Regions from separate parts of the Mus musculus genome. Here region 2 is linked to region 1. Evidence: chromatin contacts called from public Hi-C data. All regions are on one chromosome and are shown on one strand. Each heading gives the region's core, a stretch centred on a gene start, on an enhancer-like site or on the middle of the called end of the contact. The rest is flanking DNA. Distances are from core to core; before and after follow the strand shown. Region 1 overlaps Sesn1 (sestrin 1). Region 2 overlaps Afg1l (AFG1 like ATPase).

Evidence for each region. Hi-C and Micro-C count contacts between places; a contact is called where the count stands out from the background.
Region 2: a Hi-C map of bone marrow-derived macrophages shows a contact between it and region 1, with 12 read pairs. The contact joins two enhancer-like sites. A contact is called at or near these places in 4 of 39 promoter capture datasets (the C10 cell line, cranial neural crest, liver and 1 more), 3 of 484 Hi-C or Micro-C datasets (CD4 T cells, CD8 T cells and bone marrow-derived macrophages), 6 of 115 datasets of contacts at active chromatin or transcription factors (astrocytes, bone marrow-derived macrophages, embryonic hindbrain and 3 more) and 1 of 9 other capture datasets (macrophages).

The regions. Positions count from the first base shown.
Region 1 is chr10:41,825,216-41,828,405 of GRCm38.p6, reverse strand. All of the region lies in intron 1 of Sesn1 (sestrin 1), which reads right to left. Among named protein-coding and RNA genes, the nearest start is that of Sesn1, 16 kb to the right of the region's middle. Within about 2 kb of position 1,650, at least 25 of the 459 cell types and tissues checked have an H3K27ac peak or open chromatin away from gene starts, as enhancers often do. A contact at or near this core is called in bone marrow-derived macrophages, where this site is marked.
Region 2 is chr10:42,462,654-42,465,843 of GRCm38.p6, reverse strand. The region is part of intron 1 of Afg1l (AFG1 like ATPase); the gene reads left to right. Among named protein-coding and RNA genes, the nearest start is that of Afg1l, 14 kb to the left of the region's middle. Within about 2 kb of position 1,488, at least 78 of the 459 cell types and tissues checked have an H3K27ac peak or open chromatin away from gene starts, as enhancers often do. A contact at or near this core is called in bone marrow-derived macrophages, where this site is marked.

The sequences.
Region 1 (3,190 bases), core at 401-2,900:
ATTTCCTGATGAAACAATCGGAGAGGCCCACATGGTAGTCCCTGGCCAATTCCATAATTGAGACCCTCTCTATATCAGTTCTCAAGGAACAAAATCCTAACAGCAATTATGTGCACATGGAAGCAGACCATACTCTCCTGAGCCTTCACACAAGATTATAGCTTTTGCTAATTTGAGATCTTAGCTGCAGTACCATAAAAGACCTTCAAGGAGAGGTCCAGCTAAGCCATGCCATAGAAATCTCAAGATAACAAATATGTGTGGTTTCCAACCACCAAAAGCATTCTGGATCAGTAGGTTAAATTGAGTTGTTAAAGCTCTTCAAACTCGCCAGAGGGACTGCAGCTAGTGAGTGAGGGTGTTGCGCTTGGCTATGACCGGGTCTCCAGTTACCACCCAAGCCTGGATGCTACTTCTGCATTTGGTACAAGTGACACTTCCTTTGTAAGATTAGGTCCTTATCAGGTCAGAGACAAAGTCACTGTCTCCTACCCAGGGGCTGCTGTACCTTCTTCAACATCCGCAGGTATAGGGCATCTGAGCAGGTCTCCTACCTCCATCTTTAGCATAATGCCCAAGTGCATGTGTGGTTTCCAACACAAACCTCTTGACAGAGTATTATTAACTTTATACTGTTTTCTATTTATTATTGGCCAGCTGGCATGGAAACACACCAGTAATTTAACAAGCATTGTTGCGCCAATGCACACAGGACAGACATCAGTCCTAGCTGAGGGTGGAAGATTAATTCTGATCTAGGCAGGATTCAAAGGCTTCCTTGGTTCAGCCCCCTTTCAAGCGGGCATCAACAGCACAAATGAATGGATTTAAATGCTAAAAAAAAAGGCATTTTAGGAACTAGAAGCTTACAAGTCCATTTGGCCACCTCCATCTTTGATTCTGGATGGGAAACTCTGCAATGGGAAGCTGGGGGCACACACCTGAAACGCTGGCACATGGGAAGCAGACTCGGATGGTCATGAAGTTGAGGACAGCCTGGCCTATACTGAAAGAGCCTGTTTCAGGACAGCACAAACCAAAGCTGCCAGGCCTGGAAGCACAGGACTAGAACTAACACGTGGCAGGCAGGTAGAGACATGGAAGGTCAGAAGTTTAAGACTGCCCTGCTCTCAGCACACAACCAATTCCAAGGCCAGACTGAGCTATGGGAGGCCCTGCCTTAAAAATCAAAGCAAGACAGCTTTCACAGGAGTCCTAGTTACAAGTTCTCACGAGCTTTGCAGATGGAGCAAAAGGGAAACAATGATCAGGTCAAAACTCACTCTGCAGGCAAGATCAAGAGGGCCAGAGCTACCTGGCCAGCCAGTCATCAGGGGCTAGGCTTGGGCATGTTGGGGATAGAAAGAGCGCACGCTTGTGTAAAGATAAGCTGAGGAGGGAAGTCAATTATCACATTAGGGTTTATTTGCTCTACTAAGCTATCTTTATTATCTCAAGCTGCCCTCATCATCCCTTGCTCTAAATTACTATTAATTCTCTATGTCATGTAATCTTTCCACATTGATTTTAAATTGTTTTTTTTAAAAACTGAGGTAATATATGCCTGTTATGAGAGAGTAGGAACTAAACACGCTACCTCAGAATTAACAGGCTGAAGGAGGCTAGTCTGCAGGAAAGGGGAAGTCTCCCTCCTGTGGCCCATCTAAGAAATCAAGTACAAACAGGAGCAGAGAGCTACGAAGCCCAACACTGGGTGACTCAATGCTTCTGTGGCTTCCCTTGGCTCCCGAGTCACTTCCACTCTGGGGAGAACTCTTTCCTTGCTTACTAAGAACTCACAGAGACCCACCTGCCTCTGCCTCCCATGTGCTAGTATTAAAGGAGTGCGCCACCAGAGCCTGGCCTGAGCCTATTTACTTATTTATAAAAATGTAGAACTTACCACACAGAATTGTAATTATAAAATTATAGACACTACAGGAAAATAGCCTTCAAAGAACATGCATAGATAGTTGTGTAAATTATTCTAGAACATAGATGAAACCTCCAAACATTAAAAGGTACAGCAAGAGCTGTGCTTGCAACTGGGTGTGGTGGTATTTGCCTATAATAAGCCCAGCACTATAAAAGGACAGGAGAGAGGAGTATGAATTGAGGCCAGCTTGTTCTATAAAGTGAATTCCAGGCCTACTCGACACCAAACTGAACAAACCAACAAACAAACCCCCGAGAGGCACTCTGCAGATGTGTGTGTCCCTCCACGCCTGGCAGTGCCTCCCTCTAGGACACTGGAGCCCAAGGCAAGCTTCTGAGGCCTTCCAATCTCTGACACAATCAGAACGTTAGTCTAGGCTGACATGAGGAGTGCATACACACATGTATACCAGGAGATGCTTCTATCAAACTGTATAGCTCACTAAAATGCTACATAGTCTACATATGAAATGTCACCACGGTAGTACAGAATACGCATTCAGTAAAAGTATGACTGTAATTACAAACAATTCAAACTTAACCTCATCTCCCCCCTCCCCCCCCAAAAAAAACAACCACAGCTTATATTTTGGTTCTTGCAAATTTCCTAATTATCCTCCTGCTTAAAAAAAAATGTGTGTGTGTGTGTGTGTGTGTGTGTGTGTATTTGGGGTGGGGGAGATGTTCCAGTTGCAGGGCATCTGCTGCCCTCTTCTGACCTCCTCAGGTACCAGGGGATGCATGTGGTGTACACACATTCATAAAAGCAAACATTCATCACACAAATCAATCTTAAGAAACAACCACCTATGACTGTATTCAAATATATTATAGATAAAACATTTTATCAGCAGCCACACTGCTTATTAACATATTATCATACAATTTTAACTTAGTCACAATCTTGATTTATTCTTACTGTTTTCCTTGAACTCACTTGAAAATTCATGAGAGCATTTTCTACTTAAAAACAAACAAACAAACACCCTCTTTAGTGCCAGAATAGTGTCAGACACAAAAGAAGATTTTAAAAACTTTCTTTTTAAAGGCACACTCATGTAATGGCAGATGTTGTAGGACTTAGGAAACTCCGTTCCCTACTACTAAGAACTCTAGGAAAGGGAGAGAAGCACCATTCAGTTCCCTTCCGGCCAGGGAATAGAAGCCTTCCCTCTGACATGCCAGAGTACAGCGGTAGCTGCTGCAGGCCACACCGCACTTGCTGCCAAGCCTGCTAACCTGAGCTTCACCACAG
Region 2 (3,190 bases), core at 239-2,738, 640 kb before region 1:
GTTTGAGGCCAGCCTGGTCCACAGAGTGAGTTCCAGGACAGCCAGGGCGATACAGAGAAACCCTGACTTGAAAAACCAAAAACCAAAACAACCAACCAAACAACCAAACAGAACAGTGGTGAGATTTTTCTGTTCTGCGCTGTATGGTGGGTAGAGGTGCCTACCCCAAGCCCAGTGACCTGGGCTATTCCCAAAACTCACAGGGTAGAAGGAGAGACTGGACTGCCAAAAGTTGTCCTCTATAGTTTAAAAAATTCAAGAGATTGGTGTATTCCAGGTATGTCCAGGTGTGTCCCAGGCACGGCTCTTTCACTGTTGTTGGGTTTTGGCTTTTTGTTTTGTTTATTTTATCTTGTTTTGATGAGGAGACAGAGATCGAGACAGTCTCCTTATTCCAAGCTGCCTTCGAACTCTAGCTTGTAACTGATGATGACCTTGAACGCTTGGTCCTCCAGCTGCCTTCCCCTCCCAAGTGCAGGGAAATGGGCCTTTTTTTTGTTTGTTTGTTTGTTTTGTTTTGTTTTTCGAGACAGGGTTTCTCTGTGTGTAGCCCTGGCTGTCCTGGAACTCACTCTGTAGACCAGGCTGGCCTTGAACTCAGAAATGCCTGCCTCTGCCTCCCGAGTGCTGGGATTAAAGGCGTGCGCCACCACGCCCGGCGAAATGGGCCTTTCTATTGGAGCATTTCACGTCTATTTACACATTTGGTAGTCAGGAGCTCTTTATCGCTTTCTTTCTGGGTGTGGCGAGCGTTTGTGCTTGTGTAGCACGTGAGTGTTCTCGTGAGAGGGAACCAGAGGTTCTGTCCTGTCTTCTTCCTTTGCACTCTCCCTTGCTTTTCAAGACAGGATCTTTCACAGAACCTGGCGCTCATAGATTGGCTAGTCTGGTGATTAGTGAGTTCTAGGATCAATTGGCTCTGCCTTCCCCGGGCTGGGCTTATAGTCTGTACTGTAGGTGGCTGCTGGGGACCCTGACTGAGGATCTCAAGCTCGGCTGGCTGGCAGGCACTTTACCATAGAGCCCCTCCTTCATTACTTTCTAAGGGATTTGGGGAAAGATTTGTTTATTTTGTGAATTGATTGGGAATAATTGCTAATTTATAACATTTTATTTCTCCTTATGCTTCTCTCGTGTTTTGCATATGCCTTTGTGAAAGATTTTCTGTTTTTCATAAAGACCTTGCATATTGATTAGTATCAATTCTTAGACTTTTTTTTTTTAATCTCATTTTCTAAGATAGGATCCCACTGTATAGTCCCTGGCACCTCCTTCCACTTGATTCCAGAGCCATACTGAACTGGGTTGAGAGTGTGCACACACTGAGTTCCTGAGCCTCCTGGCCTGCCTGGGTGCCGCCTCCCTTCCTTCCCTGGCTGAATTCTTTCTGTCCTTTGATCTCAATGGAAGGATCATTTCCTCTCACCCCTTCCTTAACTTCCTGACCTAGGCTGCTATCTTTGGCTCTGTGATCTCACAGCTCAGTCCTTCCTGGTCCTTCCCCTCGCTGCAGAGCAGTGTTTTGTCTGAGTGTGTGCTTTTCTGAGAGTGCAGTTACAGGCCGTTTAGCTCATGGTGGATGGTAGTGGATGGCATTCGCAGTGCCGTGCTGTGCACAGAGCTTTGTACTGTAGACACTTCATTTTTCCAGTTCCTGTACTGCTAAATAAATTCTTTTGTTGAATGTGTTTTTTGTTTTGTTTTGTTTTTTGGTCGATCCTCCCCCCCCCCCCCCCCCCACCACCACCACAGGGTTTCTCTGTGTAGCCCTGGCCATTCTGGAACTCTGTAGACCAGGCTGGCCTCCAACTCAAAAATCCGCCTGCCTCTGCCTCCCAAGAGCTGGGATTAAAGGCCTGCACCACCACTGCCCAGCTTTGTTGATTCTTTTACAGACAGTTAAGGACTTTTTCTGAGACAGGGTCTGGCTAGGTAGCCAGGCTGCTCTCAGATTTTCTTCTGCTTCTGCAGCTGAGAGGCTGAGATGACACAAGGTGCTTAACATATCCAGCTAAGTCTTTTTTGCTTTTGTGACAGAGTCTTGCTGGGTAGCCCAGGTTGGTCTCAAAATTGTGGCAATCCTCCTGCCCCAGGCTCTCAAGTGTTGGGATGGTAGATGTGTTCCACACCCGGCTTCCAGCTAACTTTTTACACTTAAACACACTGTGGTCAAATTCTGTGTCAGCAGGTTCATCTGTTTGTTGTAGCCACCGAGATTTTGAGTTTCCTTTGTGATCTGACCTAATTTGGTGTCAGCTTCACATTGGAGGTCATAGTGGGGGGTCATAGCCATAGCAGAGGTCATAATGGGGGTCATAGCCATAGCAGAGGTCATAGTGGGGATCATAGTGGGGGTCATAGCCATAGCAGAGGTCATAATGGGGGTCATAGCCATAGCAGAGGTCATAGTGGGAGGGGGGTCATAGTCATAGCAGAGGTCATAGTGGGGATCATAGTGGGGGTCATAGCCATAGCAGAGGTCATAGTAGAGGTCACAGCCATAGTAGAGGTCATAATAGAGGTCATAGCCATAGCAGAGGTCATAGTGGTGGTCATAGCCATAGCAGAGGTCATAGTGGGGGCTCATAGCCATAGCAGAGGTCATAGTAGAGGTCACAGCCATAGTAGAGGTCATAATAGAGGTCATAGCCATAGCAGAGGTCATAGTGGGGGGTCATAGCCATAGCAGAGGTCATAGTGGGAGGGGGGGGTCATAGCCATAGCAGAGGTCATAGTAGAGGTCACAGCCATAGTAGAGGTCATAATAGAGGTCATAGCCATAGCAGAGGTCATAGTGGGGGGTCATAGCCATAGCAGAGGTCATAGTGGTGGTCATAGCCATAGCAGAGGTCATAGTGGGGGGTCATAGCCATAGCAGAGGTCATAGTGGGGGGTCATAGCCATAGCAGAGGTCATAGTGTAGGTCATAGCTATAGCAGAAGTCATAGTGGAGGTCATAGCCATAGCAGAGGTCATAGTGGGGGGGGGGTCATAGCCATAGCAGAGGTCATAGTGGGGGTCATAGCCATAGTGGAGGTAATAGAGGAGGACTATACATTTCTGTTTTCATCTAGTGTCTGTATATGTAACATGTATAATTGTATATGTCTAATTACCCTCACAATTCTTTCAAGTCAGATTTTCTGTCTGACTCTTTGTTGGAGGAGTTTTTCCAGTATGGTGATGACCC